Regions from separate parts of the Mus musculus genome. Here all the other regions are linked to region 4. A link is a contact called in public promoter capture Hi-C data. All regions are on one chromosome and are shown on one strand. Each heading gives the region's core, a stretch centred on a gene start, on an enhancer-like site or on the middle of the called end of the contact. The rest is flanking DNA. Distances are from core to core; before and after follow the strand shown.

Region 1 (3,544 bases), core at 11-2,510, 1.3 Mb before region 4:
GAACCACACCACATTATTCTTCTTCCCATATGGAACTGCTTTTGCAGGAAGACCCACACTCACAGAAGCTTCAGAGACATGGGTGTAGCGTCCTTTTAGTGAGGACACATGTAACCAATGCACACATCATATATGCTCAAAGGTGAGTGGCTGATACAAAGACTCATACTTGGATCCACTGATCCAACACAAAACTAGATCAAGGATTCTTTTCAGACCCTCTGAGGGAGCTTAAAGCAGGCTAGTCTTTTGCACTGTTTGCATAGTTCTGGGGATCAATACCTAGGGCCTTGTACATACCAGACAAATGCTCTGACCGGAGTTCAGCTCCAACCCATCAAACAATCTAGAGCCAGAACACCTCTCAATTCAGGTGGCACCCTTAGAGCCACATATGAAGAATGTGTTTCTCGTGGTTGCACTGTTTTTCCTGAGTCTGGAGCCACCTTATAAGAACTGTCCTATTACTTCTGACCAAGACATGAGGACACCAGCTCTCTGCTAACAATGCATGCCACAGTCTGAAAATGAGGACCATGTATTTGCTCAGAGACCAGGGGGATACCAAGGAATAAGGGTCTATTTCTTGGCTTGGCCAATATGAGGGCCCTATGTCTTATGATTGGGAATTCTGTGCTGAAGTCAGTGTTTATACAGCACACAGTTTCTCACACTGTATGCACATACCACACTAATGCATGTCCAGATCCTCATACATGGCACACTGTATGCATCTTCGCATCCATCAGAAGACATATTTGTCAATACTTTACACAGATTTTGGGTAGTCCTACTCCTCAGATTGCACACACGCACAGAACTCCAAGTACTCCTCTGAAGCTCACACTGGCTTGTACATACACGGTATCATGCAGAGTTCTCAAACAGAACTCCATTACTCCTCCCCATGCCAACAGGACCTGTGCACACACCCAAGCTCCTGCCCCACCCATATCCCTGCCACAGCTCAACCTCAGTCTTCTCTGACAGCTCCCATTTTCCGATAACCCCATTTCCAGGTATAGGAAACTTTTCTTCAGGTTTCTAAAAGAGGAAGCCGAAGCCGGTAGATCATTCCGTTGCTGCCCTATCCGCCCTATACATAAAAGCCATCCTTCATTCTCCAGTCTGTTTCCTACAGACCCGGCGAGGGAGGAAAGTCACTGTAGGCAACCCTCTGTCTGAGCCCTGGGGGTGCTGACAATAACAGCTGTCCCTGGAGGATGCCGAGGGAGGGGGAAAAGGTGTCAGCTCCGTGCAAAGCTGGGGGGCGCCCGAAGAACAGAATGATGCTCCGGAACGTCTCAAGAGTCTGGGCGGCGACTGTGCCCCGGGCTGGCGCGCTCGGAGCTGTCCGTTCAGCACCACCGCGCAGCACCAGGCTCAAGGCCCTCTGCAAGGCGCACCGGCTCGGTTCCCGCCCCCGCTCCACGGGCGCCTGCGGCGTGGGCTCCTGCCTCTCGTGGTGGGTGAGGGGCGCGCAGATCGGAAGAGGGGGGCTCCACGAGCGTCGGGGCCACGCAGCCACCTGTGAGCCTCTCGCGGATGTGGGCGGTGGTGTGTGCGGCCGGAGACTGAAGGAGGCGCACGGTGGACCCCGCCTGCCCGGTGGCGGGGCACACAGACAAGCACTCACATCTACATCCTCGCACCCGCGCGCACTCGCGCAGCCAGCCAACGGCGTCCACCGCGGTGATGCTTGCCAGCAGGTCGGGGAAGTTTCCCGCCGGCCTCTGCCGCGGGCTCCCGTGCACCCAGGTAAGCGCTTTTAGAACGCGCAAGGCGAGCTCCGGGAAGGCGCAGCGCACGCGGCCGGGGAGCACGGCGCCAGAAGGGCGCGGGGGTGGTGGTAGGAAGGGGGCTGGGAATGGAATCGGTCCTTGAAGGCTGGAGATCTGGGACGCTGAGTTGACCCTTTTAGCCCTCGGCCCAGATTTACAGATTAGAGCGGTGAATTTCCTTGCCTCCTCCCAAATCTCCGCGCCCCCTTCTTGGCCCAGCCCTGCCAGTGCGCATCTCAGCTTGGGTCCCGCCTGTCTGCGGCGAGAGGGCGGGGGCGTCTCCTTGGTCTGCTCACAGGCAAGGTCAGCACACAGCCCCCTTGGGCTTTCAGAGCCGACAGGCGCCACTCCCTGGAGGAGGTGGAGGCCCGGGTGTACTCGTGGAAACATACACCCTTGTCTTGCCTTGGGAAGGGAGTCAACTCCCATAGACCCATTCCTGCACCCCAGTGCTGGACCTCACCTAGAGACCCTGCTGGAGAGGCCAGTCAGATGAGGGTGAAGAGAAAACAAGAGAAAGACTTGGGGTGGGGAGTGCCGGCGCTCACATAGATGCTGTTCCCTCTGCTTTCAGGTGTAGCGCCCCCGCGCGGCGCGGGCGCCTGGGCATCTCCAGCATGACCCGCCAGAGCCTGTGGGATGTGTCCGATACCGACGTCGAGGATGGAGAGATCCGCATCAATGTGGGTGGCTTCAAGAGACGGCTGCGTTCCCATACGCTGCTGCGCTTCCCTGAGACACGCCTGGGCCGTCTGCTCCTCTGCCACTCGCGAGAGGCCATTCTGGAACTCTGCGATGACTACGATGACGTTCAGCGTGAGTTCTACTTCGACCGTAACCCCGAGCTCTTCCCCTATGTGTTGCATTTCTACCACACCGGCAAGCTTCACGTCATGGCTGAGCTGTGCGTCTTCTCCTTCAGCCAGGAGATCGAGTACTGGGGTATCAATGAGTTCTTCATCGACTCTTGCTGCAGCTATAGCTATCACGGCCGCAAAGTGGAACCTGAGCAGGAGAAATGGGACGAGCAGAGTGACCAGGAAAGCACCACTTCCTCCTTCGATGAGATCTTGGCCTTCTATAATGATGCTTCCAAGTTCGATGGGCAACCCCTGGGCAACTTCCGCAGGCAGCTGTGGCTGGCGTTGGACAACCCAGGCTACTCAGTCCTAAGCAGGGTCTTCAGTGTCCTTTCCATCTTGGTGGTGTTGGGCTCCATCATCACCATGTGCCTCAATAGCCTGCCAGACTTCCAAATCCCTGATAGCCAGGGTAACCCCGGTGAAGACCCCAGGTTCGAAATTGTGGAGCACTTTGGCATTGCTTGGTTCACATTTGAGTTGGTGGCCAGGTTTGCTGTGGCCCCTGACTTTCTTAAGTTCTTCAAGAATGCTCTAAACCTTATTGATCTCATGTCCATTGTCCCATTTTACATAACTCTAGTGGTGAACCTGGTGGTGGAGAGTTCTCCTACCTTGGCTAACTTGGGCAGGGTGGCTCAAGTCCTGAGGCTAATGAGGATCTTCCGAATTCTCAAGCTGGCCAGACACTCCACTGGCCTCCGCTCCTTGGGAGCCACCCTGAAGTACAGCTACAAGGAAGTGGGGTTGCTCTTGCTCTACCTCTCAGTGGGGATTTCCATCTTCTCTGTGGTGGCCTACACCATTGAAAAGGAGGAGAACGAAGGCCTGGCCACCATCCCTGCCTGCTGGTGGTGGGCCACTGTCAGTATGACCACAGTTGGGTACGGAGATGTGGTCCCA
Region 2 (4,084 bases), core at 701-3,200, 1.7 Mb before region 4:
ACATTTAAAGTTTAACCGGACTACCTTATTTGGGGAGCTTCTTCAAAACTTTTTTTCTTTCTCTGCTCCAAATCAGAATCAGTTTTCCTCCCTTTCATTTGGTTTCTCATCCCATTAAGTTCCATCTCCAATCCTATTATAATAATTACTGCTTTGACACATGGGACTGTTATTTCTCTTGATATTAAGGGAGCTAGGGTTTGAGTTCAAGCCAAGATGTCACTTGCACACTGTATTTCCTTGAAAAGATTGACCTTGAGCTGTCCTTTTGTAAAATGGAGAGACAACTTAAAGGTAGTTAGTTGTCATAGTGCCTGTCATGTAACATTTGCTACATTACTGCTTCTTTTCCTTTTATAGGTGAAGGCCTATGTCGGATTACTTCTTACACATTTTTGAATCAGCTAAATACTTGGCATGCACTACACATCTTCTACAGTACTAATGTTGCAGCCGAAGAAAATCTTCAGTTTTGATTGACAGCAAAGAGACACTGTGTCAGAAATGACTTTTTCAAAAGGAATTGGCTCTAGATACGTTTTAGTGAAGACTTAGAAGTTAGAGAGGAGAAAGTTATATAAGATACAATACAGTGATTTTTAAAGCTGAGGTATTTTGAGGAACAAGGTTTTAAGTTAAGTGTGCTGGTCTTCACGTCAGCACTAGGAATGCTCAAACAGGAGAACAGCAGGTTCTAGGTTAGTCTGAGCTACAAAGTTAGTCTGTCCTTCATAGCACCCACAGAAGGAAGTGAAAAGAAAGTACCATTTCTATTTAAAAGCACTTCTGGTAAGCAGAGATAAATGCCAAAGGGTAGTTTTTATTTTTCCAGTACATATATGGTTAGCTCTAGTATATAGGATAATCTCAGAAGATCACCTTTGGTGTTACTTGCATTTGATATTAGTGGTAAATAGGCATGGATAAACCATTCATAAGCATCATTGCATTCCTACACGTTATAGAAGCCAGAGACTAGGATAGACATACAGGTATTTGCTGAGTACTGTCCAAATGAGACAAGCATATCTTGTAAATTAAGAAAGGGTTAGATCAAACTTCATGCTAGTAAAAGAAGCCTGTCACAGAGGACCAAACAGTGTATTATACTTTTTATAGCAAACGTCTTTAACAGATAAACCCTATAGTGATGGAGAGGAAATAAATGGGTGGTTGTAAGGAGCTGGGGAAAGATGCCATGTGGAATAAATGCTAATGGTATAAACCTTATTTTAGGTTGGATGTAAATGTTTTGAGAATAGAAAGTGATGATGGCTACACAACTTTTGGGCATAGTAAAAGCCACTGAATTGAACCCACTAACAGAATGAGAATTCTATGGGTTGTTTATTCTATCTTAATAAAATTGTTACAAAAACCAAAACTAGAAGCCACCAAGACGAAAGGCAAGGGGGTTGGGGTGATGCCACTTCTAACCAGAGAAAGCATGTAGCAAGCTCGCCTTCGGGGCCCCGGCAGCTCCAGATGGGGGCAAGATCTTAGGAGTGCAAGTTTCTGGTAGCACCAGGGCTCCCCCATTCTCTGAGGGATTTGGATACACTGTACTCTTTCTGAACTTAGTTTCTTCGCGCGTTCTAAGACTCTCTTTTGCTCGGACCAGCAGGGGCCAAAGCTCCAAACTTGCAACACTGCACCTACCTGGTCCTTCAGAGCTACAGTAAAAAACATTACCTGTAGGGACCAATGGCCGCCGGGGCTTTTGTGGTGCTGATCACCTTTCTGATTATGGACGACATGCTAATCCTTCCCTCTTGAAGACCCTCCAGAAGAAGAAACGATGGTAAGTAACTACACCCACTCTTGTCCACTGACCAGACAGCCCTAGGCAAAAGAGTTTTAGTTCAGGGACAGCCCCGTGCGAATTCGCACGGCCCGATGGGAATTGTAGTTTACAAGCGACTCCGGGACACGTGGAGGAAGAAGCCGTGCTGCGCACGCGCCCTCAGCCCGCTCGCTCACCCTCTGTGGTGGGAGCTTCTAGGGATCTCAGAACCTTGTCATTCTTACCGGCGAAGCCCTCGGAACTTTTGGCAGGTTGGTGGTGAGGCACTAATGCTTAGCCGGGGCCGCCAGCTCGCGGGGGCCTCGCGTGGGGGCTTGCCCACAGTGGCGGCTTCGGCTTGCGGCGCTTTTCACTTGGGGAGGTCCATGCTGCCCGGGCGGGCCCTCTTGCAGTCCAGAGCCTCAGGCTCCTGTGCTCGTTTTTATGCTTATCGTTGCCCTGCCAGGCGGAATCCCCTCTGGGAATGCGCTTGTATCCCTTTCTGGGTACCGTAAAGGACAGGGATGGGTCATTCCGGGGAACCAAGCAGAGGTGTGGGTTGTCTGCCTTTCGCCATCCCGTGCTTCCTTTCTATGCATGATCGCCTCAAGATTTGAGCAGACCGGGGTCTGCTTTCCGGAGGCGAGTCATCTTCTCCTAGCTCACGACTTCAGCTTTCTCACTAACGAACCTGGGTAGATAAGAAGATGTACTAATTAGTAACTGATAATATATCATAAGGAAGTATATTTAAAACAATTCTTTAGTGTAGCTGGTATAATTTTGCCTTTTGAGAAAGATAAAAACTAATTTTTACTCTCTAAATAGATGTGTGTATGTTTATTTTTTCATAAATACGAGTTTTGGTAGAGTATTTGATACTGCAAGACATAAAGCATCTAAAGTGGTTTTGTTTGTTTGTTTGTTTGTTTTGTTTTTGTTTGTTTGTTTTTTGAGAGGGTTTCTCTGGATAGCCCTGGCTGTCCTGGAAATCACTTTGTAGACCAGGCTGGCCTCGAACTCAGAAATCTACCTGCCTCTGCCTCCCGAGTGCTGGGATTAAAAGCGTGGGCCCCCACGCCCGGCTTTTTTTTTTTTTTTTTAGAGCTGATTTGTTGTTTGATTTTTATAATAGTCAGTGATGAGATGCTATTTTGCCTAAATATGTAGTACAGTCGGAACTATAATTAGGGCCAGTTGTTGGAAAAGTCTATCTCAATCCCAAATCCAAATTAATGATTTAAAAAATATAAAATTTAACCCAGCAACTCAATTTCAAACTAGTTTTTTAAATCAAACAATGCAGCCCAGCACAATCCAAAGACGTGCGGCATGAGAACAATTTAAAGAGAAATTTAGGCCTGTTTTTATATCATTGTTTCCTTTTTTTTCTTTTTCTTTATTTAATGTACGAGTGCTCTGCTGCATATATATCTGCCTGCCTGAAGAGGATATCAGATCCCCCTATAGATGTTTTGTGAGCCACCACGTGGTTGCTGGGAATTGAACTCATGACCTCTGGAAGAGCAGCCAGTGCTCTTAGCCTCTGAGCCATCTCACCAGCCTGTATAACATTGTTTCTTAAGAGCATAAACCTGTATGTACAGTAAGAACACTGGGTTCATAACTTGCCTGGGATCTTGGCTGAGCTGTTTCAGGCAGTATTTGTTGGTGTTGTATGGTGTGTAAGCATGGGATGTCACTGCTGAACTGTGGCTGTAGTGACGTCTAGGTAGAGCACTGCCAGAAACACTTTGGATTCATTACACATTTGACTTCTGAATTGTTCTTGCTAGATTTTTCATCACCTCACATTCAGCTACATGACCCTATATGGGGTTGTGATCCCCAACTGGAGAAGCTCTGAGGCTACCTACAGTTCTCATGCTGTGTCAGAAGGAGCGTAGTTGCGGGCTAAATGTTTCTTACCTTGTTAACGTTTGCTTTATAGTCAAAGTTCATGTATGTGTGGATATGAATATCCAATACTTGTGTTGTTTTGATCCTGTACTTTGTTTATGGTAGTCTGCTAAGTGCAGTGTGACAATAAGAAAGGTCAGACCTGTGACCCTCTGTCAACATGCACTGTAAGAAATCCTCTTGATTCCCTGTCATCTTGTCCTGTGTAATGCTGAGGGACTGCTTCCGTGCTTCAAGAATGGTGAGATCCTTTTTCTTGGTTTAGGGCTTCATGCTGGAATACACGAGCTTCCTGCTTGGACTCCACAGCCTATTTGGTTCCATCTTCTTCCTATGTTCCTCTTCTAGTCCTCCTGAGTTTTGATTCCTGTTGTTCACACG
Region 3 (3,962 bases), core at 1,105-3,604, 1.6 Mb before region 4:
TGGAGTTGGGAAACGCAGCACATCTCATCGCACTGCCTCCCGGTGAGGCTGCATGGCTTGGGGCTTTGCTCCATTTCTCTTCCTCACAAGGACAGGATGGTTTTCCTATTGATGTTTTTGGAAAGATATTTATGCAATTGTCAATTTTTAAATTATGAAAATTAAATGAATCTACCTTTCTGTTTCAATCATTCTTCTAAAAAAAAAAGGTTAACAGACATGGGTTTATTCTCAGCAATTTTCTGTTGATAAGCTGTAGTTCTAGTGTTCAGAGCGTCCCTGGCCACAAGGTACATTTTTTTCTTCCATTATTAACTTCAGTGTGGAAAGTGAAGTTGTTCTCACTGCTTTTGTAATGGAGACTACATGAGTATTGTGTGGGTTGTGGGAAGGGCCAATTACCAATCTGCAACAAAGACCTGTCGTCTTTGGCCACGCAGAAATAGCTCATTCATCACTCTGTCCAAACATGCTCGACATCCCAGTGGCTATAAGAAGGGACTCGCAGTCATGCATGTGTGTGTTATATCCAATGTCTTGGGGTGGGGGGTGGTGGCACTGCTCAGTCCTTTTGGGTAGCTTTTCCTGCCCAGCCTGGGTGTGCCAGGGGTTAATTCTGATGTCACTTGTTCACATTGTTGTGAAGTGGAAGAGTGTTGGTGCCAGGCACAGGTCCCAGGTTCCCCAGTCCTTTCACGTTTGTGTCATGTCTCCTACATCTTATTCAGAAGCTCTAACTTAATTAGCGTTCTGTATAGACAGGACAGTGGGAGGTCAGCAAGGGCATATAGGGAGCATATAAGCAGCAGCCTGTCTATCTCTGAATAGTGCTAGAAACACATTGTGACTGAACCCAACCCCCAAGTGAACTTGCATGTAACAAAAGGTGGGCGGTAGAACCGTGGAAGAAAAAACAACTCTAGAAAACCCAAACTGGCTTTTTGTGTTCCCTCAAGAAGGGCTCTCTAGCCCCTGGCCAAGGAGACTCTGGAAAGAGTAAACAAGAAGTGCTGGAAGCTGGTTTTGTTTGGTGCCATCTTTACTTTCCCTTGTTTCAGTGGAAAATGAGTGTAGATTCCAGGCTGTCATTCCTCAGCTATGGTTTGGATGAAGGTCTACTCTGTGGAGACCTTGGAAGGTCAGGAGCTGAGCCCAGCAGGAAACAGGTGGTTCACTTTAGATAAGGCTGTACAATGTTCAACCAGTCCACTGTGCCTGGAGACAGATTGCTGTCCTTTACAGGTCCAGTATGCTGTTGTGCCCTGGGTAGCAGCAGTGTCCTAGGCTGCCACTACAATACCCCCATACCCAAAAGGGAAGATAGCTGCAGAATGCCCAGATCCCTGGAGATAGTGGAGAGTGAGCAGTTGGAAGGGAGGGCTCCAGGAGACTGATATACACCATCTAGTCCAGAAGGCAGAGCTTTAGAATTCCTAGCTTGCAGTGTGTGGTGGTGGTGCTGGTGGTTATGCTACTGCTGCTGCTGGTGGTGATGGTGCTGCTGCTTCTGCTGGTGGTAGTATGTTGGTGGTGGTGGTGCTGCCGTTGCTGCTGGTGGTGGTGTGGTGGCAGTGCTGCTGCTATTGGTGATGGTACTGGGGTTGGGGGTAGTATTGGTGCTGCTGCTGGTGGTAGTATAGTAAAGCTTGCTCTGTCGGGAGGGGCTCTTCTTACTCTCATTAATTTACTTCTCTAGTTTGTCTTGACCCACCTGCTTAGCTGTACACTCTCTGGTAGACAGGATGGTGGGTCCTTGAAGGGTTCCTTTGTTGTTGCATTCTGAATTCTAGCTGCTTTTTGACTGGGAGACTGATCTTTCTCTTTTCACTTTGAAGAGGGTTCCCCTTGTGCCCCACATCCTCGGCATCCCTTTTTGTACCAGCGCTTTCGCTTAGCCATGCCTGAGCCATCTTTAGATAGATACATGAGAGACACTAAGCCTTTAAAAACTAATGAGGTAATGTTCATTCAGATTAAGCCAGGCAATCTACCAGGGCTCTCTGGTCACATTTAAAGGCTCCCCTTTTCTTATCTGAATACTGCCTCCTGTGCTTGTTGAGTTCCACTGTTTTTGTGGTTTGAACTATAATCTGAGACAGTGTCCATGTTTATGGTGCCTGAAACCACATTTAACTGTTGTTTTCTAGGCCCAGTGTAGCCACCTGCGGCCATGTGAACTGGGTTCCCTGAAAGGCGGGCTGGGGCTGAAAGAGATCAGACATAGAGAAAAGAATGAGGCCAAGACAAACCTTTCTGTTTAAAGCCTCTGAAGTTTACTGAGAGTCCGTGCTTATAAAGAGGGTAGGCCCATCCCCCGCCAGCCCATTTTTGGTGCCTGGAGCCAGCTTGTAGGTGATCTATAGGGTGTGTCTCTGGAACGTCTCAAGGACCTTTCTGCAGGAAGCAGAGTCTTGGAGATGAGCAAATAGAGCCATCAAGGTCAGAAGGCTCTACCTGCTGCAGACTCTCTTTGGTCCCTGTCTGCATAGAACAGATCTCTGGTTGCAGATGGACAAGGAGTCAGCGAATGACAGACAGACGCAACACAAGAGGTTGTGTAGAGTCTGAATGTATTTTCACAAAGTGAACACCAGTCTTATATAATACAGAAAATAAAGGGGGTAGGATGTCACAGCAGGCAAAGTACATTGAAATTACCTGGCACAAAACAAAGGAATGACTTCAAAAGGACTTACAGGAACCAGGTAATATTTACAGTAAAGTTAAAACCTCCCTGCCTAGGGTCAGCTAAAGACAGGTAAGGATTTCACACCCTAGTCACAATTTGTGCTACTCCTTTGAGCCTTGTGAAAGCTAGCACCAGGGGGTTCTGCTCTAGCAGACCTTCTCATGAATAATGCAAACCTCCTATTTCCTAGGCCTCGATAAATTCTTGTATGAGTGTAACTTTTAAGTATCTGTGGAGAATCTCCATTTGTCAGAAGAATTCACCAACTTGCTTCTAATATGCAGTATAGCCTGCTATACCTGGCTGTAGTGAAGATTCCTGTCTCAGTGGGATTCCCCAACTCTTTCATGGTAAACCCACCTATTCGCTAGACCATAGTGTATTCCCTTGTCTGGGTAAGACTGGCTATTGTCCTAAGTAATCACTCTACAGACCAGCCCTGAGCTATTCTAGCTCCATTCTTTGTAATGCCTAGTTAGTTTCACTGTTTCTACTAGAAGTAAACTTGAATGTTACTGAATAGATGACATTCTCACTGAATTCCTACTGAATTCCAAGTTTGTCGGCTTCAAGGATTTTCTAGGATGTTGGAACACTGGCGAAGGCTTAGCTATGTCAGAATTCAATCTTTAAAGGCACTTATACTAAAATAATACTAAAAGAGAGCACGTGGATCCATACACCAGACTAACGTGGGGGTAGGGTATGAGTATATGGGTTATGAGAACGCCAATATTCTAGGAGGTGAGTTTCTCTGAAACTCTTTGCCTTGTGAGTGCTCCCAGGCCTCTTGGCCTGCCAAGCAAACTTCACTAGAGTATGCATAGCATCTACCCTAGGTAATCTCCTTCTTAGTGGCAGCAAGGTCAAAGTCTGGATCAGCCTGCTTCAAGGCTGAGGGAGGCTACAGCCCAGTGAGCCTGTGAATATTGGGCATTTTTGGTGTCCAGTAGTCCCCTCTTGGCTGGCTGGGGACTGAGTGGGTGTGGTTGTAATGTGTGCCCCTAAAGTGTGTGTGTGTGTGTGTGGGGGGGGGTGAGCTGCACACACCTGTGGTCTCCAGAGCCAGGCTAGGTCCCCAAGAGCTCCCTAAAACAGACCTCTGCTTCACCCAGTCTGCTTTTCCTTTCTCCTGTTGTATTCATTCTACTACTACATTTCCACAGCCACGGGGAACCTGTCTCACCATCATATCTTCCACTGTGCTCAACTAAAACTTGTGAAGTTGTGAGCCAAATCAACCTTTTCTCTTAGGTTGTCTCTACCATAGGTT
Region 4 (3,971 bases), core at 1,324-3,823:
TTTGGTTTCCATTAAATTTGATTTTTGCTATGAGACTACTTACTGGAGTTACAGATGTAGTCACATCTGCTCCATAGGTTGTTTGGCTACCACAGGAGCCCAGAAGTTCAGGACATGTATTCTCATCACTAACACTTAAACTGCTGTCACTAAAGTGTGTGATAGAATCTTTAAAATCATTGCCTTCAATTGGAGACAGACATTCCACTTCAAACAAGCCACAGTTGTCTTTGGAATCTTCAATGGTGGAAGTCTTGTGCTGAGAAAAATGTAACCTTGAGTTCTGACTGTTGGAAACCACATCCTCTGTTTTTATCGTGCTGGTAACTAATGGGCTAAAGTTGTCTTCCTTTGGGAAACCTGAAGTGCTACCTGGCAAATGTTTTTCTAGGCTAACACCTTGGCTTATGTTACTTTCCAGAGATCTGCTTTGTGAATCAGAATCCCCCTTCAGAAGAGGGAAAGAAAAGTCTAGCCGCCTGCGTAATGTGCATTTTTTCCTTCTGAGTTTAGGAGTCTCACAAAGTTCTGGGCTTTTATCCTTTTCCTTCCTTAGGGACACAGACTTCATTATTTGACTGGGAGATACTGCAGAATTGGGGGAACCTAAACTTGGAGTTTCAGGATGCTCACAGGTTAGCATAGGCTCTTCTTCTTTCTTATTAAGGCTGCAAGATTCTGACAGCTCGTGATGGCCCCTATATTTAAAGGAGGATGTGGAACAAAAGTCTATGAGGCTGAGACCCTTGACAGTGACAGCAGAGGAGTCCATATTGCTTCCTGCTCTGTGGCTGGCTGAGTGCCTTTGGGATATCTTCAAGCTCTCTGTTTTTACCAAGTAGATACAAGTTTATTCTTCCTTTGTGATGTGCAGCCAAGCAACTTATAACAAAATATATAATTTGTGTTAAATATAGATAATAGGAAATTATGTGATTTTTTTCAAGTTACTTAAAAACAAATTTTCATAATAAACTGTCCTAAATGTCCTACTTAAAATACCACCTTGCTATAAACTGTATTATATTCTGATTACTTGACAACCATAGGCAAAGCACCAAGCACAAATATTTACTTGAACTATTCTTAACAAAAACATACCAGCCTTATTTTCAGATTATTTTGTTACTGTATGATTTTAGTTAGCAAGTGTATATTCGGTTGCAACATTCTAATGTCTCTGTGTTCAGTTATTTCCTTTCAAAGCTCACCAGGCGAGGCTGGGGCTGCGGCTCAGAGGTCAAGAGCTTTTGCACTGCTCTCACCAGATACCCAGGCTCGGTTCCCAGCTCACATCCTCATGTTCAATAGTGTCTCTATGTATGTCTCTATGGGCACTGTACTCATGCACATACACAGACATACATAATTAAAAATAAATCAGAAAAAAACCACTATGTTTTTTCTTTTTAACATTTATTTGTGGGTGACACACATGCAAACATAGCATGCCATAGAAGTCATTTCTCTCGTTCGGCCACATGGACTTAGACATGTATGGTATGTAAGTTAAATATGTAGTTTAAATATTACAAAATAACCTGCTACAAAAACCACAAGATCCGAGGCTCACTGCTATAAAGCAAAGTGATTTTTAAGCCTCTTCCGCTTTTGGGCAGTTTTGACTTCTGATCCCCTGTGCTTATGACTAACTTCTGCGCATGCCTGGTAGGACAAGATGATTAAGCTCTGCTTTCTACAAATTGCTCCAAATAGTAAGTTACAATGTTTCCTCTCATAAATCACTTTCTCCTGAAAAAATATTAATTCAATCAATTTGCGAAAGTTAGAGCATGTGCATTTACTGTATTGTATTGAATTTTATTCCATGTGAAATTTATTCTAAAAGTGACCTGTTCTGCCACTTCACCACTAGGTGCCTCACCAGCATAAGATTTGGGAAATGGAAGCTAAAAACCGTTGGGAATAAAGTAGGAGCCCTGATACACGCTCCCTACTTGGGAAAACCAGAGACTCTGTCGCTGCCTTCATCCTCATCTTGCTTATACACCAAAATGCCTGCTTCAAACTTTGAAAATTATTCATGCAACCACAGGCTGATGAATCAAACAAACCTTTTGATGGCAAAAAAAAAAAAAAGTTCTGATAAATCACTCAGAACTCCTATCTACAAAGACTTACGCAAAATAAAAAAAAATAAAAATAAAAAAAAAAGACTTACGCCCTATACAAGTCAGAAAACTGCTTCGTTAAACCGATGCTCTCATTAAAGTGGAATATCTTACCACCAGTCAACCTTGAGTTCTTAAGACATGTCAAAGTAAGGTAGGCTTCCAAACAACAAAGTCTGTCATCTTTGCCTTTAAAGTTCATGCCGAGGTACCACCACTTAAGAGAAAAACCTCAACAATTAACGGAGCCCGGAGCAGCGCCGGGACGGCTTCAGGAGGGGCAGCGGCTGGGAAGGTCAAGTCGCTCGGAATCTCTCCGCCCCGCAGCAGCCGCACTCTCCGGCCTCTCTCCAGCCAGTCTTGGACCTGGGGGAATCTCCCGACTAGAGACCAGAGATGCCCCCCCACCGGAGCTGCCGAGCCGTCTGCTGCGGGCGGGACTAACGGTCGTCACCCGGACGTGCGGGCGGGCGTGCGGGCGGGAGACGCCCCTGGGAGGAGGGCGGAGCGGCTGCGGGCCGGCGCACCTGGGCCGCGCCGCCCACCTGAGCCGGGAGCCTCGGCCGAGCCCGCCCCTGCCACCTTTCCCCGCCCAGGGCACCACCCTCCCCACCTTCCGTCTGAGCGCTCGCCCCGCCTCCCCGCCCTCATCCCTTCGCAGCTCCGCCCTGCTCCATCCAGCTCTCTGTTGGTCCCTGCATCACTGCGTGCGACCAGACTGGAGGGACGCATCGGTTAGAAAACCTGCAGTGCCAGGCATCATCCCTGGAAGTGTTTCGCCCGATGTACAAAGTCAAAGAATCCTATCAACAGCTTTGGATAGTAAAGGCGTAAATACAGCATAAGGACGGAGAGGTTGACTTCCTAACTATTTGATTTTGGGTTAAGAGAGTGGCAGTGGTCCCTGGGAGTCCACTTGAACTTGTTAGGTAGCCAAGACTGTCCTGGAACTCCTGATTTTCCTGCCTTCATCTTCCAATGGCTAGGATTACAGGAGTGCCCCAATAAACCCAGCAACACCCCCCAACTTTGGTTTTGGTTTTGTGTGTGTGTGTGTGTGTGTGTGTGTGTGTGTGTGTGTGTGTGTGTGTGTGTGTTTAAGACCGTGTCACATGAAGTCCAGGCTGGACTTGAACTCCCGATCCTCCTCATTCCACCTTCCAAGTTCTGGCGTGTGCCACCACACCTGGTTAATGATTTTTTTTAAAAATAGTTTATGATTTTGCCCTCGTTTCTACAGTGAACAAATATATAAATTTTGTGAATAGACAAAAAAGAAAAAAGTTGTGAGTCACACCTCTATAGTCTCTGCAGTCAGGAGGCAGAGGATCTCCATAGAGACCAGCCATGTCTACATACCAAGTTTCAGGTCAGCCTAAGCTACATAGCCACTGACCTGAAAAAAAAAAAAAAAAAACCAACAAAACAAAAGTTATGAATAAATGAGTGACTGTGTTTATTGGTTTCAGACATTCCTTTTTAGGGATCAGAAACAGCCAAGAACCTATCACACCAAATACATTTAAAGTCTTGGCTTTCATTCAGTGTTCCAAGAATGCACAGCCTGACCCCCATCGCCTGTCTAGCTGGTCTTCTCCGAGCAGAGACTCTTTTCTTCCTGGGACCACTGCAACAAGACATTCCACCTAGGCAGTGTTCAAAGTTTTATCTTCTCCAAATTGACACAGGTCTCAATCAGAACCTCAGCTGCCACCTTTAAGCTAGTAACAACCACTACCCTCTTCTCTGAGGATTCTCCTTAGCGTTGACAAATAGGCTTAAAATACCCAAACTCAAAAGTAAGCTCAAGCTACATGCTATTCATGCAAAGATGAACAG
Region 5 (3,893 bases), core at 586-3,085, 1.5 Mb before region 4:
ACTTGCCGGTTTAGCTAGTATCCCTATCCTGCTTGCTCTGGAGAATCTCAGCTTTCAGTGTGCTGGAATTGCAGGAGGCCACCATAACCTGGGCCCCCAACCTTTAGTCTCCTGGTTGCACGCTCTACCTACTCACATACCCTGACTATGAACCTCTAATGTTTGAGATGATGGAAACTTGAAATTGTATAGCTAATTTCATTTTTAAAATGTATTCCTTGAAACACAACCTTAATTCCCAATTTAAACTGATAGCATGTCACCATTTAAATGTACTTTGTTATGCATCATAATGTGTTAGGAATGTGATAGTCCTGAAAATTCAACAAATGTCTTCAAAACTTATCTGAAAAGGCCAGGTGCTTTCTATGATGGAAGATGCATTCTGCCCTAAACTTTAAAAAAGAAATCTGAATCATACTCTCAAATAAGAGACTTCTTCAGGGTTATGAGGTTTGACCTTTGGTTTTTATTTGACTAAGTAAAGGGAAGTATATATATATATATATATATATGTGTGTGTGTGTGTGTGTGTGTGTGTGTGTATACGAGTAAATGGTGTATTTTAAATATGACTTTTTAGATAATAAATATCATACTATGATATAGTGTTAATCTTAACAACATTTTGATCTCATTTTTAAAAATTATGTGTGTATGTGTGAACCTGCATGAATATAAAAACCGTATGCATTTGGGAGCCCATGGAGACCAGGGAGACCAGAAGAAGTTATCAGATCTCCTGAAACTACAGTTATAGGCCCTCGATCATGAGCCATCCAGTGGGTGCAGGGAATGGACCCCAGGTCCTCTGTAAGAGCAGCAAATGCTCTTAACTGCTGAGTCATCTCTCTAGTCCCAGCTAATCTCATCTTTAAATGACCACAATATATTAAACACTTTAAAACTTCCCTGAAGGTCAAACATGACACATCCTATCTATGTAACAGATTTAGTTCACATCTGGCCAGTTTCAAGCCTCTACCTCCTGTTATATCCTAATTTGGATTTTGGGGGGCTGAGGGGGTTGGTTGGGTTTTTGTTGTTATTGTTGTTTTCTTTTTCTAATTTAGAGTTTTTGAAAAGTTTTTATTGATTTGCTGTGAGTTTAACATCATGCATCCCCATCCCACTTAACTCCCTGTCCCCACTTATCTGCCCTTTGTCCTGGCAAACTACCCCACCCCCAAAGTAAAAAATGAGCACTTGAGCGCGCGCGCGTGCGCGCGCACACACACACACACACACACACACACACACACCAAAGCACAGAAAACATATCATCATGGAAGCTGTAGTGTGTCACTGTATGTCCAAACTCTGGTAGTTTGAATATGCTTGGCCCAGGGAGTGGCACTATTTGTAGGTGTGGCCTTGTTGGAGTAGGTGTGTCACTGTGGATATGGGCTCTAAGACCCTTGTCCTACTAGCCAGAACAAAAGGTAGAATTCTCAACTCCTCCAGCACCATGTCTGCCTAGACCCTGCCTTGCTTCCTGCCATAAAGATACTGGACTGAACTTCTGAACTTGTAAGCCAGCCCCAATTAAATGTTGCCCTTTATGAGTTGCTGTGGTCATAGTGTCTCTTCACAGCAATGAAACCCTGACTAAGACACCCTCTGTCCACACATCTTCACTTGCAAATGTTCACTGCCATGAGTGCAATGGGTCATTGGTCTGGTTCAAGATCTCTGGCTTTTGTGACATCATCAATATTGGAGTCTCACTCGGCCTCCTCCCAGTTATCCTGTTGTTGCCCTATGTCATAGAGATCCTACAGCCTTGGATCAGCAGGACTTGCCCTTTCAAGTGTGCCAACCATTTGCATATGATATAGAGTTTGGGGTGGGCCAACTCAGAGCCCTGGATCTGGGCCTGGGTGGTAGCTGAGTTGTTTATCTCACTGGTTCTCCTTTATCCACACCACAGGGGCAAGCTTTCCAGCTCTGCTTGTCAGCAGTAGGCAGGTCAGCTCTTCTACTCTCATGACCCCAGGGCCAGCTCTCCCAACTGCTGCACGTGGTAAAGGGCAATGGGGGGGGGCATCATACCCACACCAATGTCACCTCACAGCAGAGGAGTGGCAGGGCCAGCTCTTCCATGCTCTCACCCTTGGGGCTGACTCACCTGCACCCCCTTGACTTTGACCAGGCCTACTGTGCTGTGATCCCTGCTGCTGCATAGACCCAGAGACCCAGACATGGTCCTCAGCAGCAGCTCAGGCTGGGACTTTATCCGTGGCTCCAGGTGATGGAGCTGGCCACCCACAACAGGCTTCTCCTTTCCACCCTCGAGTCTCCAGTTCCATCTCTCTTCATAATGCTCAAGGTATTCTACTTCTCTTCTCTTTTCACCACATACTCACACATTGTGGTGGCTCCCGCTGCAGGCTGGCCACACTGCTGGCAGGCCCCTGGGTAACATGGCAGGGAGTGGCAGCATGTGAGTGTCTAATGGCCCGCCTGTACTGTTTGCTGGAGGAAGGTCTGTGGGTGGCATGGTGGTCCACAGGTCTCTGTCTGTCTTCCTCCTCCTGCCCTGTGCTGCCTGGGTTTGATTTGATTTGTTTTTCTTGAGTCTCAGGCATAAAAGAGCTTTGGACACCAAGCCAGGCATCAGGCTAAGATGAACATCTGCTCTGCCCCAACTGACATAAGAACATGGCCACCAACATGGTGTCTCTTTGCCCATTGCCAGAGTGGTACTTTTTTTTCTTTTAATTTAATTTGTTTTGACTTTTGGACTGCCTGACCCAAACCCCCAATGGCTCCTGATTATCTGACAGATAAAACTAATTTCCTTACTTTTCCTTTAAGGCAATCTGGGACCAGATCCAAGGACCTAAGCCCTATTCCCACATTTAGTCTCCATTTTCCCTAACTGCCACATCTACCATTGAGTCTGGTCCACAAACTGTAGGCATGGAAATTCCTAGAAAGTGGAGCTGTTCCTTGTCATCAGGGTTTCCCTTTCCTAAAATGTCCTCCACCTGAACATACTTATCATAAAGACCTACCTATTCTTAAGTGTCCAACTGAATCCCTGACCATCCAGCTGAAAGCTACCTGACTGTGGATTTCCACTGGCTTTTACACCACTCACATGATACCACATGCCCCATTTTTGGAGTTACAGACATCTTCCTAGTCACCTAATAACATTCCTGAAAGAAAGGTTTGGGTCTCAGACCACACTGAATATTTCCATAGTGCTTAGGAACATTAATTAGCCTTTTGTCATGAAAATGTGTGGACACAACATTATCGTGCAGGCAAAACTCTGTCACACCTAACCTTCCATACCAGCTCCCCACCTTTCCAAGTGGGACAGGATCTCAGTGCAAACTGTAGTGGTTTCTTAGCTACTCGCCCAGGGTTACTACTGTTTGCTCTGAGACTTTCTGCTGCAGGCATTCTTACGTCAGTCTCTGGCAGCACTGCTTCTAAGTGGCCACTGTTCCATGAAAGCTCTTTGGGGGCAGCAGGACTTTTCAATGGAGGAAGGCTACTTGATAAGACCTGATGACAATCACTGTGAAAACACAGAGAGCTAGCTGGGCAACCACCAAAAAGAATCTGTGCAAGCATCTCAGATATGACAGAACTGAGGGAAACATCAAGAAGCCAGTCGATCCCAGGACCAATCATGAGTTGTGGGGCATGGGGGCTCAGACCTCACACTTGGTTTTTCTGAAGTGATAGGCCATATTCAGCCATCTCTCTCTTCAGTTAGTATCAGAAAGGAAAAGCTAGATTCCATTTATTTTTACTGTCCTGGACAATACTAGTGGCACTTGATAAAATGTTTGTTGAATTGATTTTAAAATTCAATTTGTACTTTTCCTTGAAACAAAAGTAATTGTCCTTTCAGCAACAGCAAAAGGCTAAAATAC
Region 6 (3,765 bases), core at 1,155-3,654, 1.8 Mb before region 4:
CTCTTCTTCACATGCTCGCAATGCATATTTGCTGCACAGACTGAGGCTAAGGGAAGGTGCCACTGCTCACCCACCTTCTTTGTCTTCCTTTGCAGCAGTCCACATGTGCAGCGTCTTGGAACACAACTGTGCCCACTTCTGCCTCAACACACCTGGCTCGTACATCTGCAAGTGCAAGCAAGGGTACATTCTCAGCACGGATCAGAAGACTTGCAGAAGTAAGGCCACTTTGCTGATGTGTCAGTGTTGCTTGCTCTTTAGCTAGGTGTGTCTTTTTTTTTTTAATGCATGCCCATGTGTTATAATTTTATTCAGCCATAAGGAACATAATCATGTCATTTGAAGAAAATGAATAGAACTGAAAAGCATCATGTCAAACAAAATAAGAAAATAAGACATAGTATACTACATGCTTTCTCTCATAAGCAGAATATATATATATATATATATATGAGAGTTTATCTTTCTGCACCATTTCAAACATTATCAAACATTATCTTTTCACATGACAAGAAGATATCTGCAAAATAGCAGTAAGTTAAACCAACTTGACAACTGTGCAAAATTTTTTTAGCTAGGTGTGTCTTATTCACCCATAGTCCCTCTCCCAACCTACCTGCCACCTCCTCAGAGCTGGAAACAGCTTTTGTATTTCCCGGTATTACCCCCTCACCCACCACAGTGCCTAAGCCTGGCTCATAGTAGGTCACTAGGCAATGTGTGAAAGGTTGGTGGAGATGCTGTCTTTGAGAAGCAGTCCCTCTCACATCTACTGCCTCTTGGTGGAAGCTTTCCCACCCTGACTTTATTAGCTGGGCCCTATGGAGCCATTTCTCTCTTTTATCTTCTTCCCAAAGCATGGACTAAGGATGAGATATTGACCTCAGTAGTCAAGCATTGTGCACGCCCCATCCTAGAGATACGCAGGGATCCGGCTGCTTTAGTGATAGACATTTTATGGTTCTCCTAATTTAAAAAGAAAACAAAAAGGACAAACAGATATAAAGCATTAGAATTATTAGAACTTATGGTGTTCTTCTCTGGCCCAGTTCCCAAAACTAGACAACACACTGATATTTAAGCCAGCAGGAGGTACCCTGGCCTTTCGGGAATTAACCATATAGTAAGTGTATGCCCATCCTCTTCTTCCTCCTCCTTGTCCTCCTCCTTCTCCTTCTCTGTAAGTTGTAACTATAACCACTATTTTAACCACATACAACCCAACTGAGCACACAAGGCCTGGGAAGACTGGCTGCAAGGAAGCGAAGAGAACTCAGCTAAGTCTGACGTGTAGTTCATGCAATGCAAAATTGTTACAATACCACACGGAGAGCAATTAAACGCTAATGGAAAGCAGTTTGCACAAATGTCTGTAATTAGCACTGCATTTAGAAAGCCAAACCACAGTTTCCACTTCTCGTCTCACTTCTTGTTTTCAGCACTGAGCAGTTAATGGAAGGACCTCCCTGTCCCACTGTCAACTTGATTCTCTGTTCTGGGGCTCCTCTGTGACCCCAGGACTCCTGGAACCTTTGACACTCCCTCAGGTTCCCCAGCAGAAGTCAGTCACAGCAAATATTCACAGGTTTAACAGAATTCGCTGACAAGCCAGGGAGTCTGGAAGGGTCATCTAGAATAGTCTCACACATCTCTTGTTCACCTTGTCCTCTTCAGGTGTGTTCAGCCATCATGCCCACCCCTTTTCTGCTTTCTCCTCTTTGAGGAGCATAAAATATTCTCTGTGTCTCATGCCCGGTGATTGGCTGGGGCCTGGGAAGCTGCCAGTGCCTATTTTCTATGGGCTGGCTTAGCCATGCCAGATGAATTCTGACACCAATAAATAAATAAATTAATTAACTAATTAAACTAAAGAGCTTTTCTTCCTTCAATTTCACAAGCAGTCTTTGTCAGTCCTGCCCAGCCCAGCATAGGCCTGGTATTCCCAGACTCCTCTCATCCTGAGGGAAGTGCCTAGGCTTAGGGAAAAAAGGAAGGACCCAAGCAGAGCTCTGCCTAGCACTGTGGCATCAAAGAGCTCAAAGCAGAGGCTACCTGGGCTTTGAACAGGCAACTAGGTGCAGGATAGGGAAGTCCACTAAAGGAAGGACAGAAGCCTAGAGTAAAGGCTCTTAAATTCAAGAGTGACAAATGGATCAGAGAGCAACTCCCAGAGTCCTCGGAGACTCCAACTCTACAATCCAGTGTCTCCCTTTGTTTGTCCTTTTTCACAAAAAGATGTTGATTTTACTTTATGTGTATGCATGTTTTACCTGAATGAACGTCTGTTCACAGCATGTACCACATACCTGTGGAGGCCAGAAAGGATGTCAGATCTTCTGGAACTGAATTTATAGATGGTTATGTGCTGCCACGTTGGTTCTAAGACCCAAACTTGGGTCCTCTGCAAGAACAACCGTGCTCTTAATGCTGAGCCATCATTCCAGCTTCCTCTTCCTACTTCTCTCTTCCTCTTACTACTCCTCCTCTTACTCTTCCTCCTCCTCTTACTCCTCCCCCTCTTACTCCTCCTCCTCCTCTTGCTCCTCCTCCCCTTCTTACTCCTCCTCCTCCTCTTACTCCTCCTCCTCCCATTCCTTCACCTCCCCAAAACATACTGTTATTTATAATTACAGGTGTCATAGAAGCCAAAGGTATTATTTTCACTGTGATCTAGAGTGGTTGCGAGCCACCTTATATGGGTGCTGTGAATTGAACTCAGGTCTTTGACAAGAGCAATACATGTTCTTAGTCTCTAAATTATCTCTCCAGCCCTCCTCCTTTTTTTGACACTTAGTTTCACTAAGTGAGTGAAACTAGAAGCCTCTGTCCTCTTGAGTTTGGGGGTTTCAGGTTTAGTTTCAGAGAGCTTCTGCCCGATTGTTTCTGCCCTTTGAGGTCCTATAACCTTGGGCAGTAAGGGTTTGGGGAAGTGTCTAGCCAACACTAAGTTAGGGGAAGTTAGGGGAGACACACTTGGAAAAATGTGGCTGCTGAGCCTTGTCTTCTGCCCAGGCCTAGTTATCCTGAGCCATTACCAGAACCTTCAGCACCAGAGGTAAAGGTGCACACTTCCTTCTCAGAAGCAAATCATACTGTCTCAACTGAATTTCTGAAATGGGGTTTGTGAGACTAACAGGGCCATTGTCGTCCATAGGTTTCAATTTGGACCCTGACATTATCATCTTCAGGTTGTGGCTGCCTCAGCCAGACCTGCTTACTTAAACTCTTTGACCCTCAGTTTCCTCACTCACTAAATGGGAACAATGATCACAACACTGGGAACTTACACCGCTGTTTGAACTACGACAATCCATGTGCTGAGCCCTTGGTGACAATGGCTGTGTGAAGGCTAAGCTGAACCAGCCAGACCTCTGTCTACATGCTGCCTCCCTGCTGACACTAGTACAAGACTCCTGGGTGAAATGAGACACAGCTACGCACCATTTGATTAACATCCCACTGACTGTTAATCCTCCATGCCGTTGGCTGTACACAAAATGTGGGAAGGTCCCTGAGCCACTGCCTTGCCACACAGACACACATTACAGATTAAAGTATACTTTCCTTGCTGCTTTCTATGTATACTCTGCTTTTGTGGAGAGAGGGGACAGTCATAGGTGATTCATAGATTCGCAGAGTGTCATGGACATCCATCTCAAAGTACTAGCTCCCTTTCCCATGCAAATGGAGAACTTTCTATCTCCTGTGGTGTCCAGGTGAGAAATGGATCTAGAGAAGCCAATTATGTACTGCAAAGCACCTGGA
Region 7 (3,587 bases), core at 149-2,648, 1.5 Mb before region 4:
CCAGTGTAGAAAATATTGATATATAAACTCTGACCTAATCTACAAGTGAGAATTTCATCAATTTCATCTCTAAGACAACTTTTGGTTTTAACCTCTATAATAGTAGGAAAGACAGTATGTTGATACTATGAGAAACCAGAAGGCAAAAACAATAATAAAAATTCCTTTGTCAAAAATATCTCAAACTCTACGCATGAAAAGAACATATTTACATAGTAATTCTACAAACAGACCTTAACAAGTAAATGTCTGGCTTCTGGTTTCTGGTCACTATATGGTAGCTTTTTTGCACTGCTAGAAACAAACCACCAAAACACATCCCTGTCAGCCACAATCAGACCTCACTCTTATGGACAGAGTGAACATACTCAAGGGCTCAGTCAGCTCAAACCATGCTGAGGTACGGCTCTACAACTATCTTTCCCGTTAGTTGTAGAATTTTTAGAAAAAAAAAAAAAAGTATGTCAACTACAATGTATTCCAGCGAGTTAGGATCTAAAGCTTTGAGTATGTGACAGCTTGAAAGATGCTTTCTTATGCTGAAAAAGTTGCCCCACCATCTATCTATGCTGTCAGGGACGAAAGTGTCAAGAAACTCATTTTGATGAAAAAAGTCCCACTTTATTTATTGAGGATAACAAAGACATAACAACTGACCAATGGTGATTTGTATTTTTCTAGACAAGACATTTACCTGGATTAAGGACAGTACTCTTTTCCTTTCTACATTTTCCTTGACATGCATTAATGACCTGAAAAGTCTCCCATCCCCCCAAAAGGTAAAAATACCACCACTGACAACATTAATTCTGTATTATAAATTTAATAGCCCATTACTTCACTGTCAGCAATTTGTCTAGAAATAGTTTGTGGTATTCTCAAAAAAACAAAGATGGATGGAAAACATGTTTCAAATAAAGCTTTAGAATTCAGCAAGTTTTCTGCTTGAGAATGTATGAGCAGACAGAAAATTAAAACGTCAGAGCTTTAGTCCACACGGTTTATATAAGCTGGGTTTTGGACAAATGTGCTGAAGAAAAAAATGCAAGCCATGTGGAAAAGAGGTATTTTCTGCATATTTTCAGCACTAAAACCAATATGCATGTGAAATGCTGTCACAGACATCCATCACAGACATTTCTGGACTGCAGTGAGTTGAGCACATTAGCACTAAGCTTGTTGCTCCCAGAGACAGAGACTCTGTGGCATCAAGGTTTGAGTAAGACTACACATCGCTTGCTCATTGGTCTGCTTGTGTTTCCTCTCATTTGTTTCTAATAAAAGTCTTGGAGACCAACGTTTCTGCTTGACATGACTTCTCTGGAATTTCAAAAGACCCCAGTAAGGCTGCAGGCTGCACTCTGACCATTCTCTAATGGACTGCAGACACAGTTCAGTTAGGGCTTTTTAACAGCACCAGAGAGACACATGAACAATAGAGATCCCACAGGGAGGTTTACAGTGAGGGTTACAAAAGCTAGCTTATTAGATATTCAGACAGAAGGGACCAGGCACAGCTCTGACTCTCATCATCCTCTCAGTCTATTAGTTCCTGCCTTAATCCAAATCAGTTGGGCAACAGGATACTTGGTTTTAATTTCTGAGGAAACTATCCTGGGCCAATGAGAGCTTGCAGCTATTACCTGCCTTTGTGCAATATGATATTCCAAGTATTTGATTCCATCTAATCACCTCCAAATTGACTCTATCTCCTACTCCTATTCACCTTAGCCACAATTAAGAATGGTGTTGTTTATACATCTCATGCAGCACCTGACATGGGGGATACTTACTCAGTGTTCATTTCTTACCTTTAACTGCGCACCATCCAAAGCACTGTGAATGTTTGTGAAATAATCTCTCTCTTAGGCTTGAAATCAGTGTGCTTGTAAGGGTGGAACTGAAAAGTATCACTGGTGCGTCCTACCAATGCCTCTCTGCAGCCTGGAGCCAGTCTCCTCCTGCACAGTCCTGCTTGCTGCCCTTGGATTAATTGACTTTATACTGAGTGAGGTTCCCCACGAATCTCCTTAATTCCACATAGCCTTAATTTCTGGACTGCAAATAACTTCTTATTTTTAACCATCCTTATATCTATTTATAATATAGAACTTAGTTATAAAGGTATAAAATAGACAACAGTTAAGTGTAAGGCCATATTTTGTAGATGCAGGAATGGTCTCATTTCATTCTCTTTGGAATAGGCTTAGAAACGTCGAAGCATTCACAGGAGTGAATATTCTTGAGTATCTTCCTGTGAACTGATTAACTATTGTGAAACAACATAAACTGAAATCTTAGGTTGGAGAAACAGCAGCTAAGAGAATATACTATTTTTGCAGAGGACCTGAGTTTTGTTACCAGCACCCATGTGGGTATATTCATGAGTGTGTACAGTGTGTGTGTGTGTGTGTGTGTGTGTGTGTTTACAACCATCTGGAACTCCAGCTTCCGGACATCTGATGACTCTAGCCTCTGTAGGCACCTGCACTCACATGAACATAGCCATATCTTCCCTTTATAAATAAAAATAAATCTTAAAATTAAAAATAAAGGAATCTTTTTTTTAAAAAAAGAACTGCTGTCCATTTCATCAGTTTATGATTACACCCCCCCCCCCCCCCCCGACCAATTCTACAGGCCGTGTTGTATGAGGTTCCTGGGTCTTAGCTGACTGGAGAAACAGACACACAGGTGTGAGTCAGGCCATTGTTCACTGCCCCCTCCCTGCCACACTATAGTGATGACTGGCTTCATCTATGCAGGTGTTGCATAGGCAGCCACAGGAGCTGAGTTCATGACTGGAACTGTACTATCATGTCTGGAAGACACCATTTTACACTGATTATTTCTGGTTCTCTTTAACCTTTGGCTTTTTTTTTTGAGGGGGGGGGGTTCGAGACAGGGTTTCTCTGTGTAGCCCTGGCTGTCCTGGAACTCACTTTGTAGACCAGGCTGGCCTCGAACTCAGAAATCCGCCTGCCTCTGCCTTCCCAGTGCTGGGATTAAAGGCATGTGCCACCACGCCCGGCTAACCTTTGGCTCTTAAAATCTTTCTGCTCCCTCTTCCAAGATGGTCCCTGAGCCTTGGGGGAGCACCTTTGATTTATTCAGAAAGGGTCTTGGTATGTAGCAATGGCTGGTCTGGTACTTACCACATAGTCCAGGCTGGCTTTGAGTTAGTGGCAGACCTTCTGCCTCAGCCTCCTGGTTGCTGTATTACATACAGGTGTGCACCATGCAGGCTCTGTATCTGTTTTATAAGGCATGCTTTATCTTGGTTTGTTATTTAGAAATTCTGGAATTTTACAACATGCTCAAAGGGAGAATGTGGAGGAGTTGAAGGGTAATTGCTGCTTCATGGGTGAACAAATGAACTGAGAGGATTCTGCTTTCTGCTCCCTGCAAATTAACTACTGTACTGATAAGAACAATGCAAAGTATTCTTGAAATTGGCTCATCCATTTTTGAGCAAGGAGAAAGCTCCACTATAGAGAACAATGTATTTTGTTCCTATGCAGGGAGGATGCTCATCATAAGCACAGTGACAGCAGGGGGTACCACAGGTCACCTGGCACTGTAGGTCA

The links. Promoter capture Hi-C pulls out the DNA fragments that hold promoters and counts their contacts. Capture Hi-C pulls out chosen DNA fragments and counts their contacts.
Region 1: a promoter capture Hi-C map of liver shows a contact between it and region 4, with 6 times the contacts expected there. The contact joins the promoter of Kcns2 here to the promoter of Fbxo43 in region 4. A contact is called at or near these places in 10 of 39 promoter capture datasets (the HPC-7 cell line, cranial neural crest, embryonic stem cells and 5 more), 1 of 15 datasets of contacts at CTCF or cohesin (embryonic stem cells), 1 of 484 Hi-C or Micro-C datasets (embryonic stem cells) and 2 of 115 datasets of contacts at active chromatin or transcription factors (astrocytes and embryonic forebrain).
Region 2: a contact with region 4 is called in a promoter capture Hi-C map of liver, with 8 times the contacts expected there. The contact joins the promoter of Pop1 here to the promoter of Fbxo43 in region 4. A contact is called at or near these places in 13 of 39 promoter capture datasets (3T3-L1-derived adipocytes, the C10 cell line, the HPC-7 cell line and 9 more), 3 of 115 datasets of contacts at active chromatin or transcription factors (the 230-238 cell line, large pre-B cells and pro-B cells) and 2 of 9 other capture datasets (adipose tissue and liver).
Region 3: a contact with region 4 is called in a promoter capture Hi-C map of embryonic stem cells, with 7 times the contacts expected there. The contact joins the enhancer-like site here to the promoter of Fbxo43 in region 4. A contact is called at or near these places in 6 of 39 promoter capture datasets (the 3T3-L1 cell line, the C10 cell line, cranial neural crest and 3 more) and 1 of 115 datasets of contacts at active chromatin or transcription factors (embryonic stem cells).
Region 5: a contact with region 4 is called in a promoter capture Hi-C map of 3T3-L1-derived adipocytes, with 21 times the contacts expected there. The contact joins the promoter of 4930413F20Rik here to the promoter of Fbxo43 in region 4. A contact is called at or near these places in 11 of 39 promoter capture datasets (3T3-L1-derived adipocytes, the C10 cell line, cranial neural crest and 7 more), 1 of 484 Hi-C or Micro-C datasets (uterus), 1 of 115 datasets of contacts at active chromatin or transcription factors (embryonic forebrain) and 1 of 9 other capture datasets (embryonic stem cells).
Region 6: a promoter capture Hi-C map of hippocampal neurons shows a contact between it and region 4, with 2.7 times the contacts expected there. The contact joins the promoter of 9430069I07Rik here to the promoter of Fbxo43 in region 4. A contact is called at or near these places in 2 of 39 promoter capture datasets (3T3-L1-derived adipocytes and hippocampal neurons).
Region 7: a contact with region 4 is called in a promoter capture Hi-C map of second pharyngeal arch cranial neural crest, with 6 times the contacts expected there. The contact joins the enhancer-like site here to the promoter of Fbxo43 in region 4. A contact is called at or near these places in 6 of 39 promoter capture datasets (the 3T3-L1 cell line, the HPC-7 cell line, hippocampal neurons and 3 more).

The regions. Positions count from the first base shown.
Region 1 is chr15:34,836,095-34,839,638 of GRCm38.p6, forward strand. Kcns2 (K+ voltage-gated channel, subfamily S, 2) reads left to right here and starts at 1,261. Exons shown (of 2, transcript NM_181317.4): 1 at 1,261-1,758; 2 at 2,356-3,544. The coding sequence starts at 2,399. It overlaps Gm32970 (a long non-coding RNA gene), which reads right to left and starts at 2,581. Exons shown (of 7, transcript XR_383919.3): 1 at 2,245-2,581.
Region 2 is chr15:34,493,361-34,497,444 of GRCm38.p6, forward strand. Pop1 (processing of precursor 1, ribonuclease P/MRP family, (S. cerevisiae)) reads left to right here and starts at 1,951. Exons shown (of 16, transcript NM_026340.3): 1 at 1,951-2,055. It overlaps Rida (reactive intermediate imine deaminase A homolog), which reads right to left and starts at 1,886. Exons shown (of 6, transcript NM_008287.3): 1 at 1,693-1,886. The coding sequence starts at 1,757.
Region 3 is chr15:34,565,122-34,569,083 of GRCm38.p6, forward strand. No RefSeq gene overlaps it. Among named protein-coding and RNA genes, the nearest start is that of Gm22208, 35 kb to the left of the region's middle. Within about 2 kb of position 2,355, at least 14 of the 459 cell types and tissues checked have an H3K27ac peak or open chromatin away from gene starts, as enhancers often do. A contact at or near this core is called in embryonic stem cells, where this site is marked.
Region 4 is chr15:36,162,288-36,166,258 of GRCm38.p6, forward strand. Fbxo43 (F-box protein 43) reads right to left here and starts at 2,574. Exons shown (of 5, transcript NM_001081253.2): 1 at 2,183-2,574; 2 at 1-882. The coding sequence starts at 772.
Region 5 is chr15:34,673,238-34,677,130 of GRCm38.p6, forward strand. 4930413F20Rik (RIKEN cDNA 4930413F20 gene) reads left to right here and starts at 1,836. Exons shown (of 4, transcript NR_045883.2): 1 at 1,836-1,968; 2 at 2,153-2,329. The region is part of intron 1 of Nipal2 (NIPA-like domain containing 2); the gene reads right to left.
Region 6 is chr15:34,355,468-34,359,232 of GRCm38.p6, forward strand. 9430069I07Rik (RIKEN cDNA 9430069I07 gene) reads right to left here and starts at 2,405. Exons shown (of 4, transcript NM_001256161.1): 1 at 2,307-2,405; 2 at 883-966; 3 at 75-165. The coding sequence starts at 954. It overlaps Matn2 (matrilin 2), which reads left to right. Exons shown (of 19, transcript NM_001358780.1): 4 at 96-218.
Region 7 is chr15:34,635,508-34,639,094 of GRCm38.p6, forward strand. All of the region lies in intron 3 of Nipal2 (NIPA-like domain containing 2), which reads right to left. Among named protein-coding and RNA genes, the nearest start is that of 4930413F20Rik, 38 kb to the right of the region's middle. Within about 2 kb of position 1,399, at least 8 of the 459 cell types and tissues checked have an H3K27ac peak or open chromatin away from gene starts, as enhancers often do. A contact at or near this core is called in second pharyngeal arch cranial neural crest, where this site is marked.